Regions from separate parts of the Sus scrofa genome. Here region 1 is linked to region 2. The links are chromatin contacts, called in public Hi-C maps. All regions are on one chromosome and are shown on one strand. The core of a region is the stretch at or near the end of the contact, and the rest is flanking DNA. Distances in the headings are between cores, read along the strand shown.

What was found. Hi-C and Micro-C count contacts between places; a contact is called where the count stands out from the background.
Region 1: a Hi-C map of embryonic fibroblasts shows a contact between it and region 2, with 2.3 times the contacts expected there. The contact joins the promoter of GAREM1 here to the promoter of TRAPPC8 in region 2. A contact is called at or near these places in 8 of 47 Hi-C or Micro-C datasets (embryonic fibroblasts, fetal heart ventricle, heart right ventricle and 5 more) and 1 of 2 datasets of contacts at active chromatin or transcription factors (skeletal muscle).

The regions. Positions count from the first base shown.
Region 1 is chr6:116,321,384-116,328,453 of Sscrofa11.1, forward strand. It overlaps GAREM1 (GRB2-associated and regulator of MAPK protein 1), which reads right to left and starts at 3,470. Exons shown (of 6, transcript XM_003482054.4): 1 at 3,198-3,470. The coding sequence starts at 3,318. LOC102163160 (a long non-coding RNA gene) reads left to right here and starts at 3,854. Exons shown (of 3, transcript XR_298647.3): 1 at 3,854-4,361; 2 at 6,404-6,507.
Region 2 is chr6:115,784,441-115,791,870 of Sscrofa11.1, forward strand. TRAPPC8 (trafficking protein particle complex subunit 8) reads right to left here and starts at 2,228. Exons shown (of 29, transcript XM_021096212.1): 1 at 1,679-2,228. The coding sequence starts at 1,835.

The DNA.
Region 1 (7,070 bases), core at 2,220-4,719, 540 kb after region 2:
TGTCTTTAGAGTCAGAAAGCTGGCTGCAAATCACAGTCCATCATTTACTAGGTATGTCACTCAATTTCTCTAAATCTCAGGTTCCCCAAGTCCTTAAAGTGGGGTGCTAAGGATTTGCGACAATATACACCAAGCGCTTAGAAATGTACCAGCACATAGTAGGCATTCAATAATCAACAGTTATGAAATGAGTGTTTAATGTTCTTTAATGATTGCTTACAATTAGCCAATAGTTTTTTACTTAGCATAATGGCAACTATTGGCATGTTTTTCAATTTCTTTCTAACCTCTCTGAAAACAAGTGATTTGGAAAATGACTACCTTTCATGTCTAAGTATAGGGTGTGTGTATGCGTAAAACATACCTGCAGTACTAAAACTGGCAAAAGGACATACACAGGATGAGGACTGTACCAAACTTGAGAGTTCACATATAGTATTTATAAATATGGCAGCCTGTCTGTAATATGTTCTAAGCATTCCTGCGAAACATTTTATTTATTTATTTGTCATTTAGGGCCACAGCAGCATATGGAAGTTCCCAGGCTAGGGGTCAAATCGGAGCTGTAGTTGCCGGCCTACACCACAGCAACATGGGATCTGAGCTGAGGCTGTGACCTACATCACAGTTCACCCGCAACACTGGATCCTTAACCCACTGAACAAGGCCAGGGATCGAATCCACATCCTCATGGATGCTAGTCAGGTTCATTAACCGCTGAGCCAGGACAGAAATGCCACTGTGAAACATTTTAAAAAGTAAGTATGGAAGCTATGATCAACTCTTTTAAAGTCTATCCAAATTTAGTTGGTAATCTAACACTTTCCCCTCATGAAATTAGCAAAGTTTTTTTGGTTTTGTTTTTTGGTTTGGTTGTTTGTTTGTAAGGTACTTAGTATTTTAAGGCTGTCGGGGAAACCGGTACTCCCACAATTCTCATTTGAGTATAAATAAGTATAATCTTTAGTCTCTAAAGCAATTTGACAATGTGTATCAAGGGCTTAAAAAGGAATTACATGCTTATGCAGCAGGTTATATCCTAACCCAAACAAACAGATTTATGTGCAAGAGTATTCACTATATCACAACTTAATAATAATTAAAAATGAAGCAGCCTGATGTCCACTGCAGGGGACTAGGTATGTGGTACAGCCATCATGCCATGGAATATCATGCAGCTATTAAAAAAAAAATTAAATAAGATGGGAGTAAGTTAAAGAAACAAGGTAGACTGGGTCCCTTGCTGTACAGTAGAAAATTAACAGAACACTGTAAACCAGCTATAATGGAAAAAATAAAAATCATTAAATAAAAAAGAAAGAAAGAAAGAAACAGGTATAAAGCAGTATTTGACTATGATTCCAAATCTGTGTATGGCACTGTGATTCTCAAGTGGTAATAAGAGAAAATTTACAAGAAATAACTGGAATTACACATATAGTGATCAAAATCCATTTTACAGCTTGAAAGGACACAGTGTTAAGACTTGCTACCCACGTCCTAATTTTAAAAAGAAGTGTGGGATGAGTACACTGCTGATTCAGATCCTTTTTATGAATGGCCGGGATAGGAAAGTGGATAATAAAGCTCAAAGTAATGTCTGCAAGTGATATTCAGCCTCTTTGAAACTTTCAGTTTAATGAAACCTCGGTGTGACTTTTACGCCACACGCATTAATGTTCCCTGCCTGGTTAGGAAGTTTCGTTGGAGGGTGAGGAAATGAGAGACCATCAGAAAAGGTGAGGACTCATAACCTTCCAAAACACAAAATTTTGCACAGCAAAAGAGTAAATGAAATACTGAGTACACACACACACTCTCTGATTTAGATCCACAGATACAGATTTAAAGCACCCCACTCTAAGCAGAAATGCTTCCACACACCACCTACCCTTCCCTGAATTCATCTGCACTTCATTACTAGTTTTAAAACTCCTAATTTATTCTCAATGCCCACCCTTACCACCAGCAACTAAACAAGGCCAGCAAGCATGCCAAGGCTGTTTTCCAGCTTTCATGAACTTTCTTGCTTGCCTTTATTTTTCAAATCAGTACTTCAAATGTCTAATCTAACTAACCCCACAGATAAGAAAGGGAACAAAAATGCCTTTGGACGGTTATATGTCTCATGTTACACACACAGTACTCCAGAAAAGGAGTAACCCAAGTCCTTGTGACTTGAAATGACATCTTCCTGCTCAGTGCTCTCCTGACTTGGCCTGTGTGATCAGAGCTCTATCTGCCTGTCTGCCAGCCTGGGTCCAGGTGCTTCGAGCAGCCCGGCAGCAGCTTGTTTCTGCCAACGTTCTGAAATCCTATGAAGCCAAAATCAACGGAAGTTATCATGAAAACACAAAAGACAAAACACACCTAAATTGCCACCTTGTATGTCACAACTCTCAAACTGAAAGGTATATACTTGCTTGACAGTATGCACATCTATCTACTTGTTTGCAGATGTCACCCTGCAGAACAAACAGCTGGGAGACGTTTGATTGGTTTCTGGTTGACAATTTGAGGAAACAAGCATTTCTTAGTTCTGAGCTCAGGTTCCAAGTCAATATAGGTTTCAATTTTTTCCAGGCTCGAAATGCGCTAATAATTAACCTTAAGCATACCATCACTTCCACTAAAAACATTTTCTACACACAGCCCTAAATTACTTTCAGTTCAGTGAAACCAAACAGACAAGCCGTAATGAAAGGTCTCCAAGAAATGTGATCCCTTTCATTGGTCACCCAGGAGCTTTTCCCCTAAAATCTGCTTCTTGTGGGGGAGGGGAAGGGGGAGGAGAGCATCCAAAATAAAGATGCCACCCAAAGCACAATTATTTTGTAAGAAAGTTGTCTAAGACAACTCTTCAGGGTTTTCCAGGTTGAGTAATTCCTACAGGCTGGAGGGGAGGGACAGCTCGCCTCCAAGATTACTATCTGCAGAGGTTTCCTTACTTTTTTTTTTTTTTTTTTTTTTTTTTGCGTCCTTTTTAATTACACTGCAAGGGCTGTGATTTTCACATCTCCAGAGGTTGCTGGGGCGGGGGGGGGGGGGAGTTCAGAGCAACGCGCCAGGCTGCGGCAGCCGCTCTGTCCAAGTCCAACGCTACAGGGGTGGGCAGCCCACTCCCACCGGGTCCCACCCTCCCGAGCTACACGCGCGCACAGCCGCGCCGAGACTGCGGTCCGCGGGCGGGGACTCACCGCTGTCCAGCCGCGCGATCTGGGGCAGCCGGTAAGTGCTGACCAGCAGGTCGAGCGGAACGGCCACCGAGCTCCACTTCACATCCTTGAGGCTGCAACCCAACGAGGGCGCCGGGTCCATCTTCCCCGCCTCCTCCGGCCCCGCGCTCCCGCCGCCGCCGGCACCACCTCGGCGGCCGCCGCTGCTCGCGCTCGTGGTCTGGGGCGCGCGGGGGGCGCCGGGCACTCCCGCCGCGGGCTGACCGGGGGCGCGGCGGCCGGGAGGGAAGGAGGGGGCCCGCGGCCGGCTCAGCTGCCGCTGCGGGGCATGGCTGGGGCGCCCCGCGTGCCCTCAAGCCCGGAGAGGACTCGCAGCAGCCCCACGGCGGCGGGCGGCGGCGGCCGGGGTAGCTGCGGCGGCTCCCGCTCCGCCTCCTTCTCTGGCCCCGGGTCTGCAGCTGCGGCGGCCGCCCGCTCGCCTCCTCCTCCTCTTACCCCTCCTTCCCTCCGCCTCGAGTGTGTGAGGAGGAGCCGCGGGTCTGAGAAACGCCATAGCAGCGCTCCCAGCACTGACTAATCAACAAGGTGCGAGCAACGCCTGCGCAGCTCTGGGAGACACCGCCCCCGCCCCCGCCTCCCCGGCGCCTCCCGCCCCGCCCCGCCCCGTCTGGCCCCGCCTCCGGCGCGGCCTCCGCCTCTCGCGGTCCGGCGAGCTCAGCTTGGCAACGGCTCCCGGGTCCCGCCGCGGCCCCGGCCGCTCGAGAAGCTCCGCAAGCTTTAGCTCTCGCTCCCCCGTCCGACCGCTCGGGCGCCCTGCAGCCTTGCCCGGCGCCACCGCGCGCCCGGACTCCTTCGCTGCGCTGTGCCTTCTTGTGGGGCGACCTGGAGGAACGCAGCGAACTTAGGAATCTTTCCTAGGCGTTGTCAGGCACTTCTCCAGTCCACCCTGGTACCGGAGTTGCTACTCCAGGGCACAAAAGTGATCTGTTTGGTGTCCATCTCTTGAGAGTGCCGCGGACAGAGCTGGGAAGGGCAGGCGGGGAGCATTCCTTGCCCCCCGACCCCCGTCCGCCGCCTCCCGCCAACCCTACAAGTTTACAAAAAAGCAGCTGAAGTTATTCCATCCAGTCTGGACTTTGGCTGCTAGGCAGAAAGACAAAGGCCGAAGCACCGAGAAGCAGAAAGGTAATGAATAATCAGTGCCCACATAAGGGAAGGTGACTCGATTTAGTACCTTCATTGTATGGACAGCTGCTGGAGACTGCGGAAGATGAGGCCACCAACAGCCAGAGACACGCCAGGGGTTCCTGGGACACCAGTTTTTGTCACATGCTTTTCTCAGTTATTTCTCTCCCAACCTTAAAAGGTTGGAATAATTCCGGTGATAATTATATGCGTACCAAGAATTTAGGGAGTTTGGCAAGATTATATAACTTGTAGACAGTCTTGCCAGGATTCAAACCTTCTGTCTGCTTTTCATGATAACTATTTTATTTTCCCCAGTATTGAGTAAGGCCTGCCCACTTGCAGAGAGAGTTCAGAATGTAAAGGTGACTGTGAGTGAGATTCCTGTTTCTTTAGGCACTTACTGACTTTTCTGTGCTAATCTCTTTTTTTAGCGTTACTTTACCCGGAAACAGGTGAGCAGTTGCCAGATGAAGAGGTTGCCTATCAATTCTTAATATTTTTCACCACATATTCAGTGTTTGGTGCATAATGAGCCAGAACAAGCATCTGCTTGACCTGCCCAAGGGGACTTGAAAACATGCACCAGCCTCTCAGTGCTCTGGCTTAGGGCTGTGGCAATGAATAAACCTCTCTACAGCAATTGAAGAAAAACACAGAAATTCCTCCACTCCCAATTTCCCTGCCCTTTCACTTAGAAGCACTGGCAATAATTCTCACAAAATTCTTTTGCTGAAAACTTTGACCTTTGTGTCATTGATGTTAAGTTTTTGGGAGAGTCTTGAAAAAAAAGTGGGAAAGCTGTTCGTGTACGTTTGACTCAATCACACATCCATAAAGTTCCAAGTTTTGCCACAGAAGGAGATTTTTTTTTTAATTATAAGGGACTAAGTGCCAGCTAATTTTTTTTCTACTTTAATACTTAATCATTTCTGGAAATAGAGCGCAGACTCCAAAAATGATACAACATTTAAGAATGAGTAGGGTCAGGGTTCCTTCCACCAGTTGGTAGATCCTGAGCCTTATATGGTAGATTGATTGAAAAAATAACTTTATGCTACTGTTATATCCTCTTTACAAGCTTCAGGGAATAGGAAAAGTAGTTCCCTCTCAAAAAGATTGGTGACTTATGACCTAAAGACAAGAGAAAAAGTAAGATTAATGCAATCATCTTTTTTTAAATCAGTAAAGATTTACATTAGATTTGCTCTTATTGCTGACCTTGCAGAAGGGTTTTCAGTTCTGAGTATGAAAGGGAAAAAATTTTAATGAGCTACAAATTCTTTTTTTTTTTTGCTTTTTTAAAGCCGCACCTGTGTGTGGCATATGGTCATTCCCAGGCTAGGGGTCGATTCAGATATGCCACAGCCACAGCCACGCCAGATCCAAGCCTCATCTGCAGGCTAAACTGCAGCTCACAGCAACGCCTGATCTTTAACCCACTGAGCAAAGGCCAGGGATCAGAACCTGAATCGGCATGGATACTGTCAGATTCGTTTCCAGTGAGCCACAGTAGGAACTCCCACAAATTCTTATGTACATTTCCTGTCCAGGATCTGGCAGAAAGACAGACCTTTCAAAAAGATCTTATTTGTAAGACAGAGAGAGTTTTGGTTAAACTATAGGGAAAAAAAATTAGTTGAGAAAGGTAATGTTTCAGTCTGGCCAAACAGCACATGATAGGAGAAGTGTGCTTTTTCAGATTGTTGGGCCAATGCAAACCATGTATATAAAAACATCATAACTGGGTACAGGGGCAAAATAAGACTTTGTAGTTCTAAGAAAAATTTTCTGTAAAGCACAATTCAGTGAATTTGTCCATTATTTCTGCTGAATACCTTCTAAAATTAAGATTTATGGGAGGCAGCATTTTATGTGATTAAAAATATTGATTCCAGCATGTGATGGCATGGGTTTGATTAGTGGTTCTGCTCCTATTCAGGATCTTGGGCAACTTGCTCTTTCCTCTGAAAAATGGTCATAATTGCTACAGACTGAGTGTTTGTTTCCCTGTAATTCTTATGTTGAAACCTAATCCCCAGGTGGTGCCTTTGGGAGGTGACTAGTTAATGAACAAGAAAACGGGCCCTCATCAGACTCAGAATGTGCCAGTGCCTGGATCTTGGACTTGTCAGCCTCCAGAACTGTAAGAAAGAAATGTCTGTTGTTTTTAAGTCCTATAGTCAATGATACTCTGTTATAGCAGCCCCAATAGACTAAGATAACAGTAATAGGAGTTTCTGTTGTGGGTCAGCAGCGTACAAACCCAACTAGTATCCATGAGTTCGGGTTTGATCCCTGGCCTTGCAGAGCTGCAGCTGTCGGCCTACACCGCAGCCACAGAAATGCCAGATCCAAGCCTCGTCTGCAGCCTAAACTGAAGCTCACAGCAATGCCTGATCCTTAACCCACTGAGCAGAGGCCAGAGATCGGAACCCGAATTCTCATGGATACTAGTCAGATTCGTTTCCACTGAGCCACAGTAGGACCTATGTGCTATTGCTGTGAGGTATGCTATAGGTCAAAGACAGGATTCTGAATGGTTGCTGTGGCTGTGGTGTAGGTCAGCAGCTGCAGCTCCAATTTGACCTCTAGCCTGGGAACTTCCACTTGCTGCAGGTGCAGCCCTAAAAAACAAACAAACAAACAAACAAAAATCCCGAAAATGTAATCCTTTAATATATGTTGAGCATTTAGAATAGGACCTAA
Region 2 (7,430 bases), core at 978-3,477:
CCTAAGACTGGACAAATTAACATCTCTATGCCTCAATGTCATCAAATTTAAGTTGGTGTTGACAGTATCTAATGACAGTACCTTTAACTCAAGGAGGACTGAGAGACAAAAGCTACATAAGCAATATCAAGTGGTATTATTCTTTATTAACAAAGTAGAAAAAAGCCTATAGATCAAAGTCAAATTGGTGCTCCCCATTTTGTTTTTTAAGAATTTAAGAATGTAGAGAGAGGACTTTGTTGTTTTTGACTTAATACTAGAGGAGATGAGACTGATGATTAACGTACAGGCTGAAGAAAATCAAGAGTTCTCAAACTGTTTTGTTTTTGTTTTTCCCTTCTTAGGGCCACACCCAGGGCATATGGAGGTTCCCGGGCTAGGGGTCCAATCAGAGCTTCAGCTTCGGGACTACACCACAACCACAGGAACGTGGGATCCCAGCTGCGTCTGCGACCTACACCACAGCTCATGGCAACGTGGGATCCTTAACACACTGAGCGAGGCCAGGGATCCAACCCGCAACCTCATGGTTCCTAGTTGGATTCGTTTCCACTTTGCCAAGACAGGAACTCTTCAAAGCGTTGTGGGGTTTGTTTTCTTTTTTAATAGCTCCCTTTCTCCTTTAAATACAAAAGAATATACACCTGTGGCATGTAAATACATAAATTTATGGCACAGCATTGTTTTTTTGTGGAGAAGTCACCATAACCAAAAAAAATCATGGTCGTTGGCTCAACACAGCTTTATTATAGGCCCGTTTATTTTATTATAGAAACTTTTTATTTAAAGTTCTTACAAAGAACTTCACCTAAACTTTGCTATGTCCTGTTTGCAAAGTGGAGGTAAAGATACTGGTTAAACCACATTTGGGAGTTAATATTACGCTTACTTTTCCCTAATAAAGAATCCAAAGCTGGAGAAAACCAGGTAGCTCTTCAATAAGACATTTCTCCCGGTGATTAAACGCTTATCTGGAAAAAACAAATGTCAGGCCTTTTCCATTCCTATAAATGTAGATAACTCTAACTATCTCGATTAAATTAACTACAACTTGTCCTTACTTCCTAGTTCATCAGGCAAAAAAAAGGCTGTTCCAAGTTTCATTACTTTTATAATACTTCTCATTTTCTTGAGAAGTTATAATACTTTATACCTAAGGACACATTTAAATGTTGAAAAGAAAAAAGTAAAATAACTAAACATAAGTCTAGAAAAGGATGAGCCTCACTACTAAAGAATGTAATACTACTCAAGACAACTTTGAAAGCCCAGTTTAACTCCCAGGGGAAGATGATTCGTCTTCTTTACTAAGACCTCAAACGTCTAACAGGCAGATCTTACTCTCACCTTCTCTGCAACTTCCTAATTCCCTCCCTATGGCCGCAGAAACAGTCTCACTGCCCTTCTCTGGGCCCACTCTTTTTTTTACACGAATTACCTAACAGTCTAACTTGTCTGGGAAGTGCCTAGAAAAGCTGGAGGTTAGGACCACGCTGTCTTGACAACCTCTCCCCTGGCCCCTCCTCCAGCGGCCGCCCGAGAGAAAGAGGGGCCCCAGCCCGACGCCACTCTACCGGCTCCTGGATGTAAACATCGCCGTTCTCTTCCCCACCCGCGCCCAACTTCCCTCTCCCGGCCGCGGTTTTGCAGGAGCTCAGTGAAAAGGGAGACCACATACCCTCGGAAGTGAGGCGAGAGAAGGGCTTAAGCAACTCCGCGAAGCTAAGGTGATTGAGACGAGTGAGCCGCTCGGCTTCGTCGCTGCATAGCGCGGCGACACAGGGTACGAAGGAGTCCGGGATGAGCTCCTGCACCGACTGTACACACTGGGCCATCACCACGGCAGAGGCGGCGGCGTCCGCCTTTCGGCCCACTCAGAGGCTGATCCAGCGGCTGCAGCAGCTACTGCCGCCGCCCGCCAGCCTGGCCCGGCCGGGCGGGGCCCGGCACTAAAGCCTTGAAACCAATAGAAGGAACAGATGCTTCCTCGGTTCCCGGGGCACCAGCCACTGACCCCTCCCCGTCACCGCCGCTCCTCAGCACTCGCCCCGGCGTCCTCGCATTCCACCCAGATAAGTGGAGACGCCGACAATCGCCAGTTAATCCTCCCGACGGCAAAGCCTTGGTCACTGTCCCACCGGTATCGCCATATTGAGGCCGAACCCTGACCCACCGGCGTACTTATCCCATCAGCCCCCGCGCTCGCCCCTCACGTGACAGTGTCAAAGGAGGCGATAGGGGCGGAGAAAGAGAGCGGGGAGAGGGAAGTAAAAGAGCGACCGAGGCCTGTAGGGAGGCCGGCGCCGGAAGTGGGACGGGTGGGTCCCTTACTAGGCAGGGCTAGGGCGGGGACTACGAGTGCAGTGGGCGGGGCTAGGCAGACAGGCACGCAGCGTTAGGTCTGGCTTGGCAAAGCCGCTCCATGTGCGACCGGGAGTCAGTAGGTAGACGCTTGTGATCCGTGATGATACAGTGGTGGAGGCGCTCGTAAGCCTTCCACGCCCAGGGGGCCTCCCCTGGAAACAGTGGGCAAGTGATGTGGCTGTTCGCGCTGCTTCCTGCCCATTGGCCCCGCCCTTCCCACGCTCATAGTGGAGCGACTAGGGGCACCTGCTCAGGGAAGAGGTCCCCATGTCCTCCCAGTTCTTGGGGGTTTCTCTGGATCCGGCCTGAAGAGGCCGACGTATCTTTTGAACACAGCCATGCTTTTTAGAAAGCATTTAGAAAAGGTTACCACGAATGGGGACTCAAGCAGTGAGCAGAAATGTGTGCTGTTGTGGGCGCTGCAGTTAACCCGAGTGTAAGAGAAACTCCTGCGCTACTGCAGTCTTGCTGGTCTCAGAGAACGTGTGTGCCTGGGGACATCCGACCTGATCCTCCGCAGCAGCTTCCTTTTTACACTCTACTGAAATACTACTTTGTAGTGATGAAAGTGGAAAGCCAGTAATTACGTGCCAAGCGAAAGCTTGACTGGCTTCTTGCTAGCTTTCATTTTTATAGATTTTTTTTCCCTCAAAATATGTATAAGTGATTGAAAGGAAGTTTACTATATCATTCAACTGATTGGATTCCTTCAGAACTATATGCTAAAAATATAAGGCAAGGAAAAATGGAACTCTGTCATGGTTTTATGGCTCTTGATTTAAAGGACGCTTCCCCAACAACTATATCACAGATTGTCGGATTTTTTGGCACCCTGAATATTCTACCATGGTAAGAATTTATGGCAGATAAGTATGCCTTTTTCCTATAAATCAAAAAATGGGATGTAGGAAAGGACAGTAGGATATACTGACATGACACCTTAGCCACAGATCAGTCTACAAAAGATAACATGTGCAAGTTGAAGATCTGGAAAATCAGTCCCTTAAAACTTATCTGTGCCTGAGGACCTCTTGGAAATTCTTTTCTTATCCCCCGGGGTATACATATTCCCTTTTGAATACTTCAGATATATCCCTTACCTTTTTTATTTTTTATTTTTATTTATTTATTTATTTATTTTTTAATTTTTTTGGCCTGGGCCCTGGGCCAGGGGTGGAACTCACACAACAGTAGCAACCCAAGCCACTGAAGTAACAACACCAGATCCTTAACCCAATGTGCCACAAGGGAACTCCATCCCTTACCCTTTCTAATGTGAGAATCTCCTGCAACAGAGTATAACTCAAGTTATAAGATATATTTTTTTGGTAACAGGGTTCCCCAATGCAAGCATACTACTTTGTTTATTATGCAACTCAAAACTTAAAAAGGCAATGTATTTTTTACAGTGAATGTAAAACTAGCTATATTAGACTCTTTGAGAAAGACTCTCCAAGGGTAATTTAGCCTGAATGGATTTTTGGAGATATAATTCACGTACCATAAAATTCGCTCCTTTAAAATGTACAGTTCAGTGGTTTTAAGTTTATTCAGAAAGTTGCACAACCATTACTACTAGTTCCAGAACATTTTCATCACCCCAAAAAGAAGACTGGTGCATACGAACAGTCACTCTTCATCCTAATACCCCTTCTAGGCCCTGACAATCACTAATCTACTTTCTATCTCTATGGATTTACCTATTCTGGACATTTCATATAAATAAGAATCATTCAATATGTGACCTTTGTGTCTGATTTCCTTCACTTAGCATCATGTTCATAGTTTATCCATATCATAGCATGAATCAGTACTTCATTCCTTTTTACAACTGAGCCTAAATGAATTTTTGTCCTATGCATTGACTTTACCATCTCACACCACATCTATACAGTGTTTCCAATGAATGACTTCCCTGTAAAAATCCATTTCTTTCCTAATCTATCCTAAATGATCTAAAGTGTTCATCTTCTGAAGTGTCCTCCCCTAGGAGTTCCCGTCGTGGCACAGTGGTTAACGAATCTGACTAGGAACTATGAGGTTGTGGGTTCAATCCCTGGCCTTGCTCAGTGGGTTAAGGATCTGGCATTGCCGTGAGCTGTGGTGTAGGTCGCAGACTCTGCTCAGATCCCGCGTTTCTGTGGCTGTGGCGTAGGCTGGCGGCTACAGCTCCGATTCGACCCCTAGCCTGGGAACCTCCATATGCCTCAGGAGCGTCCCTAAAAGACAAAAAGACAAATAAATAAATAAAGTGTCCTCCCCTAAAGATTAAACTGGAATCACTGCCACATTTGCTTTGCAGCCTACAGGAATGGGGAAAGAGAATGAAAAAGTATGTGACTAATGGTTTAAGATCAGATTGTAGAAATAGCATTCAACAATTTCAATCACATTCCACTGCCCCCCCCCAAGTCTCATGGTCACAGCTATCTCCTAAGGAGACTGGAAAATATAGGCTTGAGAGTTCTGTTGCTAAACAAAGAGGAGAATGAATACGAGATGACCGTCAAGAGTCTCCACCCTGCTTTTTTAGGAATGAGATACCCTGCAGGATAATTTTACCTAGGGTCTAAGATATCACATCTCTCATTTCTCTGACTCCTCTGGACATTGACCTTTTTTGCATCACATGTCCTTTCAACCATTTACTCTGTCCAGGAAAAATGAAGTGCTATGATTGGCCAGGCCTTGGCCTTGTGCCCACCCTCAAGGCCAAGAGGACAGGGCCTGTCACTAAAAGAGAGGAAGCTTGCTGGACAAAATAATAACAATAACACAAGCAAATAAGAACCTATTTTCCAAGTAGTAAAGATGAGCCCCAGCTTCCTTCTCTCCCCAGAATCAAAGAATCCTGTAAAATGTATGCTATGCCAATAGCCTTATACTTTGAAACACTGTGTTACCAAATGATCATGGTTTTTTTTATTTTGCATGTATGACATTGCCAGTCTCTTCTGCTGTCTGGTGTGGTCAAATTTAAAGAACACAGACACGGAAATCAGAGGTGCCTCGCATTCTTTATCTGTAAGTTTATGAACTTGGAACTAAGATTTCCGGTATTCATTTTAATTTAATGTGAAGATCTGAGAGTCTGCTCTTATTTCCATTATTATTAAATTTTACTGTGTTAACAGTAGATGGTGCTATTGGGTATTGGCTGCAAAAGCAAAAAAACAAAACAAAACAAAACATAAAGTACATGGATCTCACATAGAAGATAACCTAACTGTACATCAGAGTATTGGAGGTTGGGGGTGCTGAGAAATTTTGTTCATTAAAAGTTTATGTACAAGCTTATGTGGAATCTAAAAAACATGAATGTATATACAAAACAGAAACAGACTCACAGGCATAGAAAACAAACTAATAGTTACCAAGGGGGGAGAGGTAAGGGAGGAGGGACAAATTAGGGGTATGGGATTAACAGATACAGACCACTGTACATAAAATGGATAAGCAACAAAGATGTACTGTTTCATAGGGAAACCTACCCAATATCTTATAATAACCTACAATGGAATATAATGTGCAAAAATCCTGAATCACTAGGCTGTATGCCTGAAACTAACACAATATTATGTACAGCCGAACTTCAATTTGTAAAAAGTTTCTTTTTTATTTTTATTTATTTGTGGGTTTTGGTGTTTTGTTTTTTTTGTTTTGTTTTTTTGTTCTTGGTCTTTTTGTCTTTTTTTAGGGTTGTACCCACAGCTTATGGAGGGTCCCAGGCTAGGGGTCTAATCTGAGCTGTAGCCAGTGGCCTACACCACAGCCACAGCAACTTGGGATCCAAGCTGCATCTGCGACCTACAGCACAGCTCATGGTAACGCCAGGTCCTTAACCCACTGAGCAAGGCCAGGGATCCAACCCGCGTCCTCATGGATGCTAGTCAGGTTCGCTAACCACTGAGCCATGATGGAACTCCCAAATGTTTCTTATGTTCAAAGATTTTATAGCCTACTACTTTAAAACACTAAAAAAGAAAGATTTAAATATATAATCTACATATTGACCTACACTTTTTACTTTGTTTACTGTACTGGATGTTTTAAATCAACTTATTATCATTAAAATTCTGACTAAAACAGATGGTATCCATTTCCTGGTTATTTTAGGAATGAATCATAGCCACAGTTTTGCACTTAAAAGCTCATGATTCTATTTTATACTTACAATACATATTTAAGCCCCATATAAATCTTTGTCTAATTTAATCGGCAGCAAGTAAAAATCTTTTATACGTATTTTCTCCTTTATGCTTCTAAGATAGGGAATAATATTACTGCTTGGTTTTAAATCATATGTAAATACTTTCAAAAAGAATAGAACAAAAAGAACCAGATTTGGACAAGAAAAATATGGATGGGGGAGCAGTGAGTGGGAATACTAAAGACCTCAACTCCAAACCATTCTATAATCATTAATCCTCAAGATTCAGACTAAAAATAAATACATAGTTCTATGCCATATTGTAGATTGGTTGCATAGACCCATGACTTTCCATTTAGGAAGAGCTACAATATCATTTTGTTTTTTGTGGGTTTTTTGCTTTATTTCTGTATTTTTTTATTTGTTACTCAAATGAATTTATCACATCTGTTTTTGTATAATGATCATAACAATCCAATTTCACAGGATTTCCATCCCACAACCCAAGCACATCCTCCCACCCTTCAAACTGTCTCCTCCAGAGACCATAAGTTTTTCAATGTCTGTGAGTCAGCATCTGTTCTGCAAAGAAGTTCAATCTGTCCTATTTTCAGATTCCACATCAGAGAAAGCATTTGATGTTGGTGTCTTATTGTATGGCTGACTTCACTTAGCATGATAATTCTAGGCCCATCCATATTCCTAAGAATGCTTGTATTTCTTTCCTTTTAATGGCAGAGTAATACTCCATTTTGTATATGTACCACCTCTTCTTCTTTGTTTGTCTTTTTTTTTTTTTTTTTTGTCTTTTTGCCATTTCTTGGGCCACTCCCGTGGCATATGGAGGTTTACAGGCTAGGGTTCGTACCGGAGCTGTAGCCATCAGCCTATGCCAGAGCCATAGCAATGTAGGGTC